Linked DNA regions of Sus scrofa: region 2 is linked to region 1. The links are chromatin contacts, called in public Hi-C maps. All regions are on one chromosome and are shown on one strand. The core of a region is the stretch at or near the end of the contact, and the rest is flanking DNA. Distances in the headings are between cores, read along the strand shown.

Region 1 (7,268 bases), core at 4,316-6,815:
GCAGCATGCATCCATCCCAAAACCAAAATTCTTTCCCTAGGCATCCTGGTTTGCCACACCCGTCCTGTAAGTTATTCTAATTCAGCAAAAACCAGAGCATCTATCATGGAATGAGCAGACTGGGAAGGCTGGGTGGCCTGGGCTCCCCAGGTTCACGTAGGAATGAGCCAGCATAACGGACTTCTCCCTGAGGGGCTCAGCTCTGAAAAGCATCCGTCACCAGAAGCCTAGATATTAAGCTGCAGAAGGATCAGGGGAGCTATTCTAAAACATTACCATGCCTTTTGTCCAAGTCTGGGGTACAAAGTATTAGAACAAAATGGAGCCTTAATTCCAGTAGCAGCAGGGCAATTAGAGTAACTTTTGCATCAAGATTTCTTAACTTCATCACTAGGTACATTTGGGGCCAGATAATTCTTTATTATCAGTGGCTGACCTGTGCATTGTAGGATATCTAGCAGCATCTTTGGTCTCTAACCGTTAGATGCCAGAAGCACCCCTACCTAATGGTCACGACAAAAAAGTGCCTGCAGATATTGCCAAAGGCCCCTGCGGTTTGGAACCACTCATCTACATGAATGCTGTTTTGCTCTATTTCTGGCTTCATCTCTAGCTGAAAGATTTATAAAACACACCTCCCCCTCCCAATATTTCTTCCCCTTTCCTCACTCAGCTACAGACTTTGGGCTTCTTGGAATTACGAGGAAAGTGGCAAGGTTACAGGATCAGAAGAGATTCAGAAGAGGGGCCCACATGTTTGTTAGTGTCATCAGGGCAAGAAATAGTCTGTTTTACTTGTTGCTATAGCCTAACCCCTAACACGGCTCTCAACGGCCCTCCAAATCCTCCAGAGCAGTACCTTCTTCTCCTGCCAAACTGGTAATGTAGTCCAGGCCGTCTGCAATGTGGACCTTCATCCGGTTGCTCTGGGAGAAGCCAAACCACTGGGTGGCCACTTGCAACATGGAGGGGTCGATCTCCACAGCATCGATGCAGGACTTTGGGAAATGATCGTGGACAAAGAGGGGGAGGCTGCCCCCACCCAGGCCTACCACCAGTAATGCCAGGGGGCTCTCTGTAATAAAGAATAAAAGCATCACTTTATCATCTGTTCACTGTCAAGTTTCATACCAGCCTTGGGGAGGGCAAAAGAGGGAGTCAGACTGTTGGCTCTGCCCAGGGGATACAAGATTTAGAGACTTGACCCCCCCTGTCTCTTTCTAGAAATGTAGGAGTCATCTGACATCTGGAAACTCAACCCTGGCCTCACAATCCTTTCTTTACTAGATCTAGAAGATGAACCACTGTATTATGGCCCCTTAAAGATCCCAAAGCACTTAGCTAACATTATAGCACCAGTCCCCACTACAAGCATTATTGAACCCCTCTAAGAAACAGGAGGCACAATGGCTAACATCCTGTTCATGATCACAGTGCAGGGCAGATGGGATGCCCTCTGCCCAGCTTTCAACTCAAAGGCCACAACTGCCTTCTCAGACACATCAACCAAGTGAGAGCAATCCATCCAAGTTCCAGAAATCAGAGGAAAACAAAGACCCAAATCGAACACCTAAGCACAGAGAAATCACAGCAACCACAGAGGCGTGGAAAAAAGGTAAGAAACAGGAAAGAATCACCAAAAGAAGACAGACCTTGAAGATTAAACGTAAGAACTGAGGAGCTCCCGTCATGGCTCAGTGGTTAACGAATCTGACTAGGAACCATGAGGTTGTGGGTTCGATCCCTGACCTTGCTCAGTGGGTTAAGGATCTGGTGTTGCCGTGAGCTATGGTGTAGGTTGCAGACGTGGCTTGGATCCCGCGTTGCTGTGACTCTGGCGTAGGCCGGTGGCTACAGCTTCAGTTCGACCCCTATTCTGGGAACCTTCATATGCCACGGGAGCGGCCCTAGAAATGGCAAAAAGACAAAAAAACAAAAAAAAAAACAAAAAAAAAAACAAAAAACCGTGAGAACTGATACTCTAGGAACATACATCAACACCAAGATAAGCCAAAGTACAGGGTGTCCCAATAAGACATACGCAGGGACTTTGGGTAAAGACGGTTACAAGAGTAAACAGAAACATGACTCTATTTGCTACTATAGTCAGATACAAACCTAATCTTAGCGATAAGGTTATGATTATACTACCTATACTATGGATTTTCTTAAAAAGTAGAAATTCAAGATAGAATTGCATGTGAAGCTCAAATAATGCATTATTGAAAAGCCAGAAATTCTCTTAAAATGCAAAGGTGTCTCTCCAGAGATGTGATTTTTAAACGTTCCATCTGGTTACATGGGTATACAGACATGCAAAAATTCACCAAGCTGAACAACTTCACTCTGTGTACTTTATCGATCTCATCGAATGTGTTTTATACATTAATTTTTTTTTTTTTTGTCTTTTCTAGGGCTGCACCCACGGCACATGGAGGTTCCCAGGCTAGGGGTCTAATTGGAGCTGTAGCCACCAGTCTACACCACAGCCACAGCAACACCAGATCCGAGCCACATCTGCAACCCACACCACAGCTCACGGCAACGCTGGATCCTTAACCCACTGAGCGAGGCCAGGGATCAAACCCACAACTTTATGGTTCCTAGTTGGATTTGTTAACCACTGAGCCATGACAGGAACTCCTAATTTTTTTAATTGTAGTTAATTTTACACTAACTTTTTAAATGAATGAATAGAAAAAAAAAATTTAGATATCAGCAGTTGGAGCCATTTTGAGATTACAATTTGGCTTTGAGAGAAAATAAATAACTTTCTTTGGATGTTCATGAACTTAGAAGATGTTTGGAATAAGAAGATATGACTATATCTGCATCTGTCAGCCTGTAATCATGGTTCCTAAGCTGCAAGGCAGCAGACACTGGTTACCTCTGTGGTCTCACATGCTCCCTACTGTGGAAGGCAGTGGCATCGCCCTCACCTAGGAGCAGCTCTGGGTTCCTCAGCAGGGCAAGACCAGCGATCATGGCTTTGTGGTGTTCACAGCACAGGTAGCTCTTATCGATGGACTGTCCCGGGGCTGCAGGGAGGTCCTCTGGAGTGTCAGTAGGCCGCTGCTTCTTCCTGTCCTTTTTCCGCTTCTTCTGGGCTAGATGGGAGACAGAGATGAATGAAGTCATATGCCTGGTACACTGTCCTTGGAAAGCGAAGCACACCAGCAGCAATGTACTAAAGCTGGCTTACTGAGACTCAGGAACCCCAATGCTAAATACACAGGAATTCTGTCAATTGGTTGACATGCTGATAGCATGAAATCTGGCCATGCTGGCCATCTTTATGCCACAGAAATTGGCAAACAGTACATATCATGGCTTCTTTTCCCCAGGGATGGTTTTTAAACATTTAACACATACCACTGGATACTAGAGAGTCAGGAAAGGGAAGAGCCAAAGAAACACCCCAAAACTCAAAACTCTACAAAAACTCAAGAGAAGAGTACCAATGCCTCTCCTCTGAGAAATACAAAGCAGCTAAGAGAAGGGAAGTTGATTCATGAACCCTTTCAGGGAAAAAGAACCTAAAGTTACTAATTACCTCCCCTATGCCAATTACTATACTAGGTCTTTTACTCTTGCAGCTTTTAGTAACAACACTATTTCAATTCTTGACAAATGGAAAAACTGAGGATCTGAAGAGTTATTAATTAATTAGGCCCAGAATTAGTAGGCAGTGCAGCCAGGATTTAAACCTGGGACTGCCTGTCTCTAATACCTTTCATCTTTCTACTGTATCACACACCAACCCACTAGACAAGGACATCCGAATGTTCATAGAAGGGGGGATATTCTACAAAAGGCCCCTCTACTGTCCCTCTATCTACTCCCTCAACTTCTCCAGGACAGAGTGAGCAGATGGTCCTGGGGTTTGCTAGGGACCAGATATACTCCAGAGCACTTTTGGGCACTGATGGGTGAGTGGCAGTGTGCTTTTCAGAGATGTTACATCATTTGTGGGGGGCGGGGTCACACCCCCAGCAAACAGAAGTTCCCAGGTCAGGGATCCAACCCAGGCTACAGCAGTAACGGGAGCCACAGAGGTGACAACACCAGATCTTTAACCACCAGGCCACCAGGGAACTCTTTTAAATCACTTTTTAACACACCCTCCTTCTTGCTCACCAATACATCTGTGAAGGAGATCACTCCCATGAGAATTACTAAGAAGGTTAGGAACTTGACAATAACGGTGGGAAGGAAAGGCCAAAACCCAAATTGGGAGGCAAAATGTCCTCTGAAGCGGAGTTCCCATCGTGGCTCAGTGGTTAACGAATCCGACAAGGAACGATGAGGTGGCGGGTTCGATCCCTGGCCTTGCTCAGTGGGTTAAAGATCCGGCATTGCCGTGAGCTGTAGCGTAGGTCACAGACACGGCTCAGATCCTGAGTTGCTGTGGCTCTCTGGCGTAGGCCAGCAGCTACAGCTCCGATTAGACCCCTAGCCTGGGAATCTCCATACGGGTGTGGCCATAGGGGGAAAAAAAAAATGTTCTCTGAAGCAATTTTACTGAGCTTTCGGTGAGACAAAACTGAACCAATCTGTAGCCAGAGTGACCAAATGACAGCACAGGTACCCAACAAACATGGGTGCACCTGACCAGGGCATACCCTCAAGAGAAAACTGTCCTGCTGAGCGTAACCTAATCCTGGTCTCTGGGCAAACCCGTGACTCTATGGGTTTCTGAATGCTCTCTCCCACCTTCCTTCCAGATGGCCCTGCTAACAGGACAGCATGGTGAGGCAAAGGAAACAACCAGGAATTAGGAGATTCAGTTTCAGATTCCAGCCTGAGTCTGTGCCTCAAAAAGGAAGTTGTACTGGAGAAGGGGAGGGGAGAAGCATTCACTTTTTCTACTCTATACATTTGATTTGTGAATTGATTACAATGAGCAAGTATTGCTTTTATAATACAAATGCACAAGCCCAAGAAAATAGCAGGGGAAACAAACTACTGCTCTACCCATTAGTGGGCATTTCTGAGCAACACTTGGGAGAGCACTTGAAGGGAATCCTAGAGAACATGGTCTAGATCTACCCTGTCCAAATCTGTAGCCATTTACACGCAAATGTTAAAAACATTTAAATGTAAGTTAGTCAGAATTAAATAAAACTAAGGATTCAGTTCCTCTGTCACACCAGCAATGCTCCAAGTGCTCAGTAGCCATATATGGTTAATGACTGCCCTGCTGGACAGCTGACCAGATATTAAATATCTCCTCCGATGCAGAATGTTCTACTGGGATGGCACTGGACTAGATGACCGCTAAGGCGCCCGCCAACTCTGAAACCCTCTGAAACCAGTGCTAGGAGGTGGCACCACGTAGGAGGGCAGGGCTCACCTGCACCCTCCATGTTTCTAGCACACCTCACAGAGGCCAACTGATCTACAGACACATATGGAGCAACCTGTAAAACAGGCAGCCTTTAAAATGGAGGCATTAAAGTGATCATCACATTTATTGGGTAACCACCACCCCTACTCCTTATCATTGCAGAGCGGGCTTTGCTCAAGAACAGAAGTCCGCCTCCTTTTGCTTATCACCACTGACACCCTAAGAACTCTGATGATAAAAGGATGACTGAGAGCCCAGTGCCTCTGCTCACAGGTAGCAGGTCTGTCCTACAGCTCTGCCAAGCTCCCAGGTCTTTCTCACCACCCCAAACTGTCCAGGCCATGTACACCTGGGCCCCACCACTGTGCCCACAACACCTCACCTCTATGAGACACGTCCTTTAGCAACCTGGCTTCTGACTGCACCACATTCCTGTTGCTCAGGAAGATGAGCCGCCGAAAGTAGCGCCTGTCATCCCCCTGCACGTCCTCAATGACGTAGTCACCACTCAAGGGGCTGCAGTCTTGGTGCTGAACAGTCCGGACCCCGATGTCCCCACCCACAGACAGAAAGGGCACCTGGAGGAACAGCAGAGGTGTGGTCAAAACACCAGCTCAACTGAGAAATCGGATAAATTATAATCCCTTCCCCTTGTGTGTATGTGAGGAAGCCCAGTACCATGACCCCGGGCAGCAACAACTCCAAGGATCTGCCATTATATTAAAGCACTGTTCTGGGGCACTTGAATGGATCTCAAAAGGTTTAATTCACCTTTTTGAAAAGCAATTGAACAAATAAAGGTCCCCTAAACCATCAGTGAAATGCAGCTGGTTCCACGTAAGAAAAATATGAGTTTCCCAACAGTAATCCTTAAGAGGACTTTCAATAGTTCAGAACAATTAAAGTTAGAATGAATCCTCAGGAAAGGACTAGAATCATGAAGGAAAGACTCTGAACAGGGATAAAGATAAGAAAATCTAGGACTTGTGGCACAGTGGCTTGGGTCACTGCTGTGGCAAAGATTCAATCCTTGGCCTGGGAATTTTTGCACACTGCAGGTGCAGCCAGGAAAAAAAAAAAAAATCCAGGAAGAAAGAAACCACTCCTAATTGGGAGAAATTTCTCCCTTCCTCCAGTCAATCTCATCTTTTTTTTCCTTTTTTATTTTTCATTTCTTCCTTACTTTTTATTTATTTATTTTTTTTTTATCTTGGCTGCCCTGCAGCATATGGAGTTCCTAGACCAGGGATTGAATCTGAGCCCACTTACAACCTATACCACAGCTGCAGCAATGCCAGATCCTTAACCCACTGTGCCAGTCCCAGTGCTGTACAGATGCCCCCATCCCATCAAGCCACAGCAGAAACTACTGCTCTTATTTTTTCCCCACATTTTTCCAAGTAAGAGAAAAAATTAGGAGAAAAAAAATTATTTTCCCCCTAAACTTTCCATTTCCTTTCCCATCTTAACATCTATTTCTTCTCAAAGACCTACAAGAGTAATAATAATCACCAGGGACTCCTGACTTTGCAGAGACACAGGCACTGGTCAGGGAAGGTCACAAATGGGCAGGGTCACAAACCCCCATAGGACTTGTGTTTCTCTGGACACCAAACCCAAAATCTTCCAGGAAGAATCAAACCCACATTCATCTGTGAGCACGTCACCTTAATGGGCAGAACCACAGGCTGGGAACTCAGTAGCTTGGGTTCTTCCTTTTAGATCTTTTATTACAGCACCAAGCCTCCATGTACCTTGGTTTGCCCATCCACCAAGAAGGATAAACTCCTTTCTATAAAATCCTTGCAATAAAGTCACCTGTCAATTACCTTGTTATGTTACCAGGATAGGACAAAACAGACTGTCAACTGATGATACCATGTCATTGTTTTGGCAAAAGCTTTGTTTCCTTCCCAGTGAA
Region 2 (7,133 bases), core at 446-2,945, 180 kb before region 1:
AGAGACTCTTAATAGCGTCAAAAAAAAAACCCTGGCAGGTTTTCATCTAGCCTCTGCTTGGACCTTCCCACCGATGGGGAACCGAGGATTTGATCTCTTTGGGGAAAAAAAAAAAACCTTATTGGAAAATGTTTCTTAATGTTGGTATGAGATTTGTTTTCTTATCACATTTCCTTGGTCCAACCTTTACCCCCTGGAGCTTCTCAGACAAAAAGTCCTCTTCCATTTGAAAAGTCTGGGACTAATCTGAGCTTTGGCATACAGAGTTCCTCTCCACACCTACCCGCCCCCCCCAACACCCTCTGCTTATCCGATATCCTTTCTTAGTTTGTCTGATCATTGCTCAGGCCTCTTGGTGGCAGACACAAATTTCCCAGGCCCCCTCCAGCTAACTCAGGACTAGAAAGGTCACAGGCTCCTGAGGTAGAACTAATGAATTTCTGCTTTAATTTTCCAAAGAACTGTAATGACCTAACGTTTTGAATGTGAGCATGACGGTCAGAGACTTTACTTAATTTCTGTCTTTCCTGTCAATGTGGGTGGACGTGAATATTTTTCTGTCTTCGTTTCTCCATACAGTAATAAGTTCCACTTCCTGAACGACAGCAAGCTAGGACTCCCAAAAGCTCATGCCTCAACGGTGGAAGCATACACAATAATTAAGCTTCAGTAGCCTTCAGAAGCCTGGCCTGAAGAGATGACTGCATCATATGGCATGTTCTTTCAGATGTTTACTCTCAGAGGTGCTGTTTCTATTAGAATATCAACCTTTAAAAGATAGAGCCTTTATTTACCCACTCTGTAGCTAGGACAGTAACATGTAAGAGTTTAAAGAGAAGTAGAGGATAAAACATTTAGAAAAATAAAGAGGAACAATGAATGTCAGATCCTAAAAAACAAAAATTTGGAAGTAAAAATAAGTAATAAATAATTTAGAAGAAACAAAACAGTACTTTTTCAAAATTCAACATATTCTGTGGAAAATGCAAACTTTTGAGAATGTAAACCTGAGAGCACTGTAATTATCTTCATAGATTAATAAGGATCAAAGACTACTTTTTCAATTATGTTTCTAATCACTAATTCAAGTAACACAAATGTATACTTCTCTTGTTGCCACTAGATGGCGCCGACTTGCTTTCTCTATGGTAAACTAAGTCCCTTCCAGAAAGCTTTAAAGTCAATGCAGTTTTCAAATTAGATTTTAAATTCATTCTGGGACTTCTGAAAATGCTTTTATCTTGGAATTGAGAAACTGGAATTGTGAAGGACCATTCCAAACCTTCGTGTCTTTTTAAGGATAGGGTTCCACAGAGAGATTTAGGGATGTTGGTGTTCATTCTTTTATTATTTATTGAGTTCCTTGTCAGGAATTGTTTTAGAAACTTGGGATATAGTAGAGGGGTAAAAATTAGTCTTTAGCCTCATGAAGCATAGATTTTAGCGAGATGAAACAGTAAATAATGTATGTGCCAGACGATAAATGCTATGGAGAAAACTGAGAAGGGAGATACTAAATACTGCGGAAGGGGAGTCGCTTCGTTAAATGTGTTGGTCGAGGAAGGCTTCTCCAATACGATAAATTGACATCTGAGCAAAGACTTAAGAAGCCATGCTTTACATAAGAAGATCCTGGCATGGTGCCTGAGGCACTCTTGGCATATATTAGAGGAAGAGGAAGGAGGGCAACATGCCTGAGCACAGAGCATGGGGAGAGGGGTGGGAGATGAGGTCAGAGCTGTGGTACAGACCTGGATGGTGTAGGGCCTGTGGGCCACTTTAAAGACTTTGGTTTTTACTCTAAATGAATGGTAGAGCCCTTTGAGGATTTAGGGAGAAGGGGAAACATGACGTGAACTAGGTTTTAAATAAATAATTGAACTGCTGTGTTGAGAAAAGACAATGAGGCATAAGAGAAGAAGCTGGCTATCCGAATAATAATGGTGAGATGATAGAACTTGGACCTGGGTGGGAGCAGTGGGAGTAGTGAGAAGTGGTTACATTCTGAGGTATCTGAAGGAAAAACCATCAGGATTTGCTGAAGGATTAAAGGAGGGGTATGGGAGAAAGAGGAGTTGAGGCTAACTTCAAGGAGTTTGACCTCAGCAACGGGAAGAATTTTTAATAGGAAAGACTACTTCTATTCAAGAAAAGAAAAGAAAGGTGTCAGGAAGATGGGACTGGGGATTAAGAGTTCAGTTTGGGAACCACTGAGCTTGTGATACCTACTACATGCCACCCACATGGAGAAACGGAACCGCTGCTAACGGCTGAGGATCAAGCAGCTGAAAGAGGCATAATTCACATTGGTATCATAAGATAAGTAATAAATTTCTACTCTGAAATTTTTCCAGAAGATGGCAGTCAAGGGCTTGAGGAAAAGGTAGCTTTTTCTAATTAGCACAAAAATGCCTTTGGGGCTGAAAATGTGAGCGACTCATCTAGAGAGAAGTCTAAGCTAGAGATATATATTTGGAATTCATTACAGTTAGGCAAGGGAATGAGATCACTATGTGAGAATCTTAGATAAGGAAGAGGTCAGAGCACTGGCCCCTTGGTTTTCCAACGTTTAGCAGTCAGGAAATGGAAAGTAAGCTGGAGTGGTCGACAAGATAGGAGAAAAACCCAGAGAGAGGCGACTCAAAGTCATGGAAAGAGGATGTTTCATGAAAGGAGACTTTCTACTCCAACATGTCAGGTAAGAATGAGAACAAAGCATGGATCATAAAATTGGGCAACCTGAGGGACTTTCAGGATGCTGAAAAAGCACTGTTACAGTGGAGTGGGGTGGAATAGATATCAGAGAGAATGGGAGGAAAGGAAAAGGAGACTGGTTGTAGACAATTCCTTTAAGAAGTTGCATTGTAAAGGAGAGGAAAGAAGTGAGAGGGCATCAGGAGAGGGATATGAAGTCAAGAGAGGGTTTTATAAAGATGAGCAAACTAATAGCATGTTCACAGGCTGATGGTATTCATCCAGTCCTGAGGGAGAGCTGATGATGCACAAGTAAGAAGGGACACATGCTGAAATGATGTCTTCAGGAAAAGGAGATGGGAAGCACTGGAAAGGAACATTCCAGTTCATCAATGGAAACAGGAAGGAAACACAATAATGAATATTGATGGATGAGACAAACAGGTAGAACTGATGGTGGGGGAAGCATATGAAATTCATCAGGTGAAAATGGGGATTGATCCTATTTTCTAGTCATTTTAAATCTTTAAAAAATATTTCTTCTTGAGACAGACCATGATGGAAGATAATATAAGAAAGGGAGTGTGTGTGTGTGTGTGTGTGTGTGTGTGTGTGACAGAGAGGGACTGGGTCACTTTGATGTACAGCAGAAATTGGCACAACACTGTACTTCAACTGTAATAAAACGTTTTTAAATATATTTCTGCATGTATTCTCACTGGTTAAGCCCTACAAATAGTATTGTTTATACCACAAAATACATCACACACATACACATATACCCATAGAGTGATCTTAAATCAATGACCAAAGCATAACCATAGTAGGAATGTCAACTTGGGTCTAAACTATGTCCATTACTGGGAGTCAAACCTTCACACCTGCCCAGCATATCAGAAGGACTAATGGGGCAAGATCCACAAAATCCCTTTCGCTATGGATCTCAAAGGGCTTCCTGGGAAATAATACATTCTATAGGACAGAAAAATTCAGGGATAATCTAATCTTAGTTAACAGAAAGGAGCTTCCTCTAATATGTCCTCCTCCCAAATCCAGGGACTCAAAGGTCTATGTCCTCTTGTCACTAACAGTACAGGGATAATTGTCAGACCACATAGACTGCATTCCAATTAGAAAAGCATGGCAACCATAACCATACTTCACAATTCACGCTACAGGATTACACCGTCAATAAGGTGAGTGCTACTAGCAACATAGTAAGCAGAATTTAAAGGTCACAGCTTTACCGCCTGCTATCCAAAGACAAAATTATCAATGAAAGTCTTGGAAAGGATTATCACAAAAGCAATTAATTACTTACTATACTCACCTCTGAAGAAGAATGTTCACAGGATTTGGGGGATGAAGGAAATTCTAACACCCAAACCAACTCTATGGGACAGGCTGCACTAGCTTTTCAATAGCTAGACTTTTTAAGAGCTGGTAAATGTGTGTCTTCTGAGACTTTTATACTATAGTAAACTAATACGTCTGAAGGCCTAACGAATCTCATCTTATGGTCCTGAGATACATTCTTTCTTATAGAAAGGTACAATTTCCACTGGTACAAGCTCTCTTGGCATGTTCTCAGTGTTCCTTTCACTCTGAATGCTTGGTAGTCAGGCACATAAATGATCTCTTTCTCAAACAATTCCAGGCTTCAGCCCAAGTTCAATCTGAATAGAGAGTGATTAAATCTCTTAGCCACAAGCTCATATAAAGAATGAAGGCTATGTGCACATAAGCATTAAAAGCCTGATAATGCATCCATGAAATTCTACTGAGTGTCAGTAGAACCTATCTGCTGAAATCCATAGTGTGTTTTCAGTTTCACAAAATAAGACTCCAAGTTTTTAAAATTTTTCCTGGTTTCCCAATGTTAAAAATAGCCTACATTTGAAACAAACATTAAGATACATTTTTATATCAAAAAATGATTTGGGGGGAGAGGATATTAAAAAATCAAAGCTACCACTGTATTTTATTCTTTTTTTCCTATAAAACATTTTAGCACTGTCATTTCTGCTGATCATGAAAAACAAATAACACTAGGTTAAACAGCTGACAAATTATTTGGGGGAAGGATGATATGGCTTAAGCCTGGGCATCATTCCAGTCATCTGTGAAAAGCACAGCATGACCATAAGAATTTAAATATTTCCAATATGGCCCTTCTATGGGGAAAATACGCATATGTTTCAATTAATCAAGGTTAAGTAGAAAAAACAACTATGGAACACATACATATAACCTCTAGCCAATCTTTATTCTAAGAACTGAGGTCCTTAACACTTTATCTGGAATTTTATTTCTAAAAAAATTTGTCTTTTTTAGGGCCTCACCCGCAGCATATGGAAGTTCCCATATGGGGTTGAATCAGAGCTGCAGTTGCTGTCCTACACCACAGTCACAGAAGCTCAGGATCTGAGCCGGGTCTGCGACCTACACCACAGCTCACGGTAACACCGGATCCTTAACCTGTTGAACAAGGCCAGGGATCAAACCCACATCTTCGTGGATACTAGCTGGGTTCATGACCACTGAGCCACAACGATAACTCCACTAAAATGTTTTAATAGCAATGTTTTGTAAGCATAGGGCTCCAATGAAAATGGAGTACATGAGACACAGGTTCTCAATGCAACAGCTGAATCCACTGGCTATGAAAATCATCTAGTATGACTACATTTAAAAACATATTTCCTTAAAGGCAGAGACTACATTTTACTCATCTATGTTTCCCTGATGCCTATACTATTTGGAGTAAAGAGCACCTATAGATTTCTTCTTAAAAAAAAAAAAAAAGCCTACTTTGCATACCACTGAGCAATTTGGGGAAAATGTTTCCATCAAGCCTTCAAGTCCTTCCAAACTGAAGCCAAGAGCCTAGAACTGTAGTTAAGTAATCAACAGGGTAAGTTAGATATGAATTATATAGACCCAGGTATAAAGCAGAACTCAGTGGTCTCCTAGGGTAAACAGGGAAATCTGGCAGTTTAAAAAAAAAAAAAAAAGGAAGAAGAAATCTAAAGAAGCAAACAACCTGAGCAAGTCCAACAGTGGGTAAAAGATAGGGGTCTCAGAGGATGAAGAACAATGGGCTGGGGTCGGAACAAGTAGGGCCAAGATGTCACCACAGACAAAAGGTGGGTCCAGCAGGTATCAGAGATCAGCCACAGAGACTAGGGTTTGGGATCAGGGCTCTGGTACTCCTGAGTCAGAGGAGGGGACCAAAACAGAACTCCAGACCCAAGTGAGCCTGATGGTCCAAGGCAGAAGAATTCAGTCCAAGGGGAGAATTCAGTCATGAAATAGAAGGTAGAGCCTTTTACACAGAAATACAAAGCCACTCACATAGACTTCAGGGTCAAGAGACGAATAACAATGCTTTCCTGATATTTACTGTTCAATGGTGGCCTGTATAGTTTTCTAGCCTAAGAGCTGGGCTGGTCTAAAGCATGGGTGAGGCAGAGCCTACTGGTGAGTATTAAGTGGCCTCAGAATAGTGCTGGCACATGAGACCAAGACTAGCATGTGACAGAAATCTCTCCAGCAATAAGAATTTGTATGGAACATTCTACCATGAGTCCCCAAAATAATAATCAGAGACTCAGAGGCTGCAATACCTACATAGCTCGATTTTAGTTTCATAATTTTTCAGGAGGAGCTCAGAGTGTAACAAAAATCAACTCCATATCATAATCATCGTTTCCACATAAAACACAATCAAGAGATAAACTATATTCTAAATACTGAAACCAAATAAGCAGTGCATCAAGCACTTGGCCAAAAATTGCAAAGTGGATAATTCTTCTAAGTCTCAGCATTATCTGACATGATTTTCCTCTTCTTCCTTGAAATATTCTACTAACTCCCATTCTTCCAACTTTCCTGACTTTTCTCCTTCCTCACCATTGGATCCTTCTCCATATCTTTTGCTCATTGTTCCTCTTCTTCTCCACTTCCAAATACTGGAGTGCAGCTAGACTTCCTTCTAGACCTATTCTCTTTTTGTCATCTCTAGCCTCTCTCTTAGATGGATATCCTATTTTCTCTCATTTAATTTACTGGCCTTTAAAATTTTATATATATGCCCATCTCCCCAAATTCATGTCTCAAGCACTCTAATTCTAATCTTTAATTGGCATTTCCACTTGGACATCTAACGGATATCTCAAAATTACCATGTCCAAAACCAAAGGGGTTTTTCTGGCCACTTAAAAAAAAAAAAAATTGCTACACCCACAGCATGTGGTAATTCCCAGGCCAGGGATCAAACTCACGCCAAAGCTGAAACCTGTGCCACAGCTGTGGCAACCCCAAATCTTTAACCTGCTGTGCCCCAAGGGAACTGCCCCAAACCAAAGTTTTAATTCCCCATTGCCTTCCTCTCCAAACATCGACACATACCCTTCCTCCCAGCCTTCCACATCTCAATT

Evidence for each region. A called contact is a pair of places that touch in the nucleus more often than the background predicts.
Region 2: a Hi-C map of fetal liver shows a contact between it and region 1, with 2.2 times the contacts expected there. The contact joins two enhancer-like sites. A contact is called at or near these places in 2 of 47 Hi-C or Micro-C datasets (fetal liver and omental adipose tissue) and 1 of 2 datasets of contacts at active chromatin or transcription factors (skeletal muscle).

What each region holds. Positions count from the first base shown.
Region 1 is chr9:114,207,443-114,214,710 of Sscrofa11.1, reverse strand. It overlaps METTL13 (methyltransferase like 13), which reads right to left. Exons shown (of 8, transcript NM_001244726.1): 4 at 5,730-5,925; 5 at 2,940-3,107; 6 at 860-1,075. Among named protein-coding and RNA genes, the nearest start is that of METTL13, 8.6 kb to the right of the region's middle. Within about 2 kb of position 5,565, at least 3 of the 83 cell types and tissues checked have an H3K27ac peak or open chromatin away from gene starts, as enhancers often do. A contact at or near this core is called in fetal liver, where this site is marked.
Region 2 is chr9:114,381,988-114,389,120 of Sscrofa11.1, reverse strand. All of the region lies in intron 2 of DNM3 (dynamin-3), which reads right to left. Among named protein-coding and RNA genes, the nearest start is that of DNM3, 120 kb to the right of the region's middle. Within about 2 kb of position 1,695, at least 4 of the 83 cell types and tissues checked have an H3K27ac peak or open chromatin away from gene starts, as enhancers often do. A contact at or near this core is called in fetal liver, where this site is marked.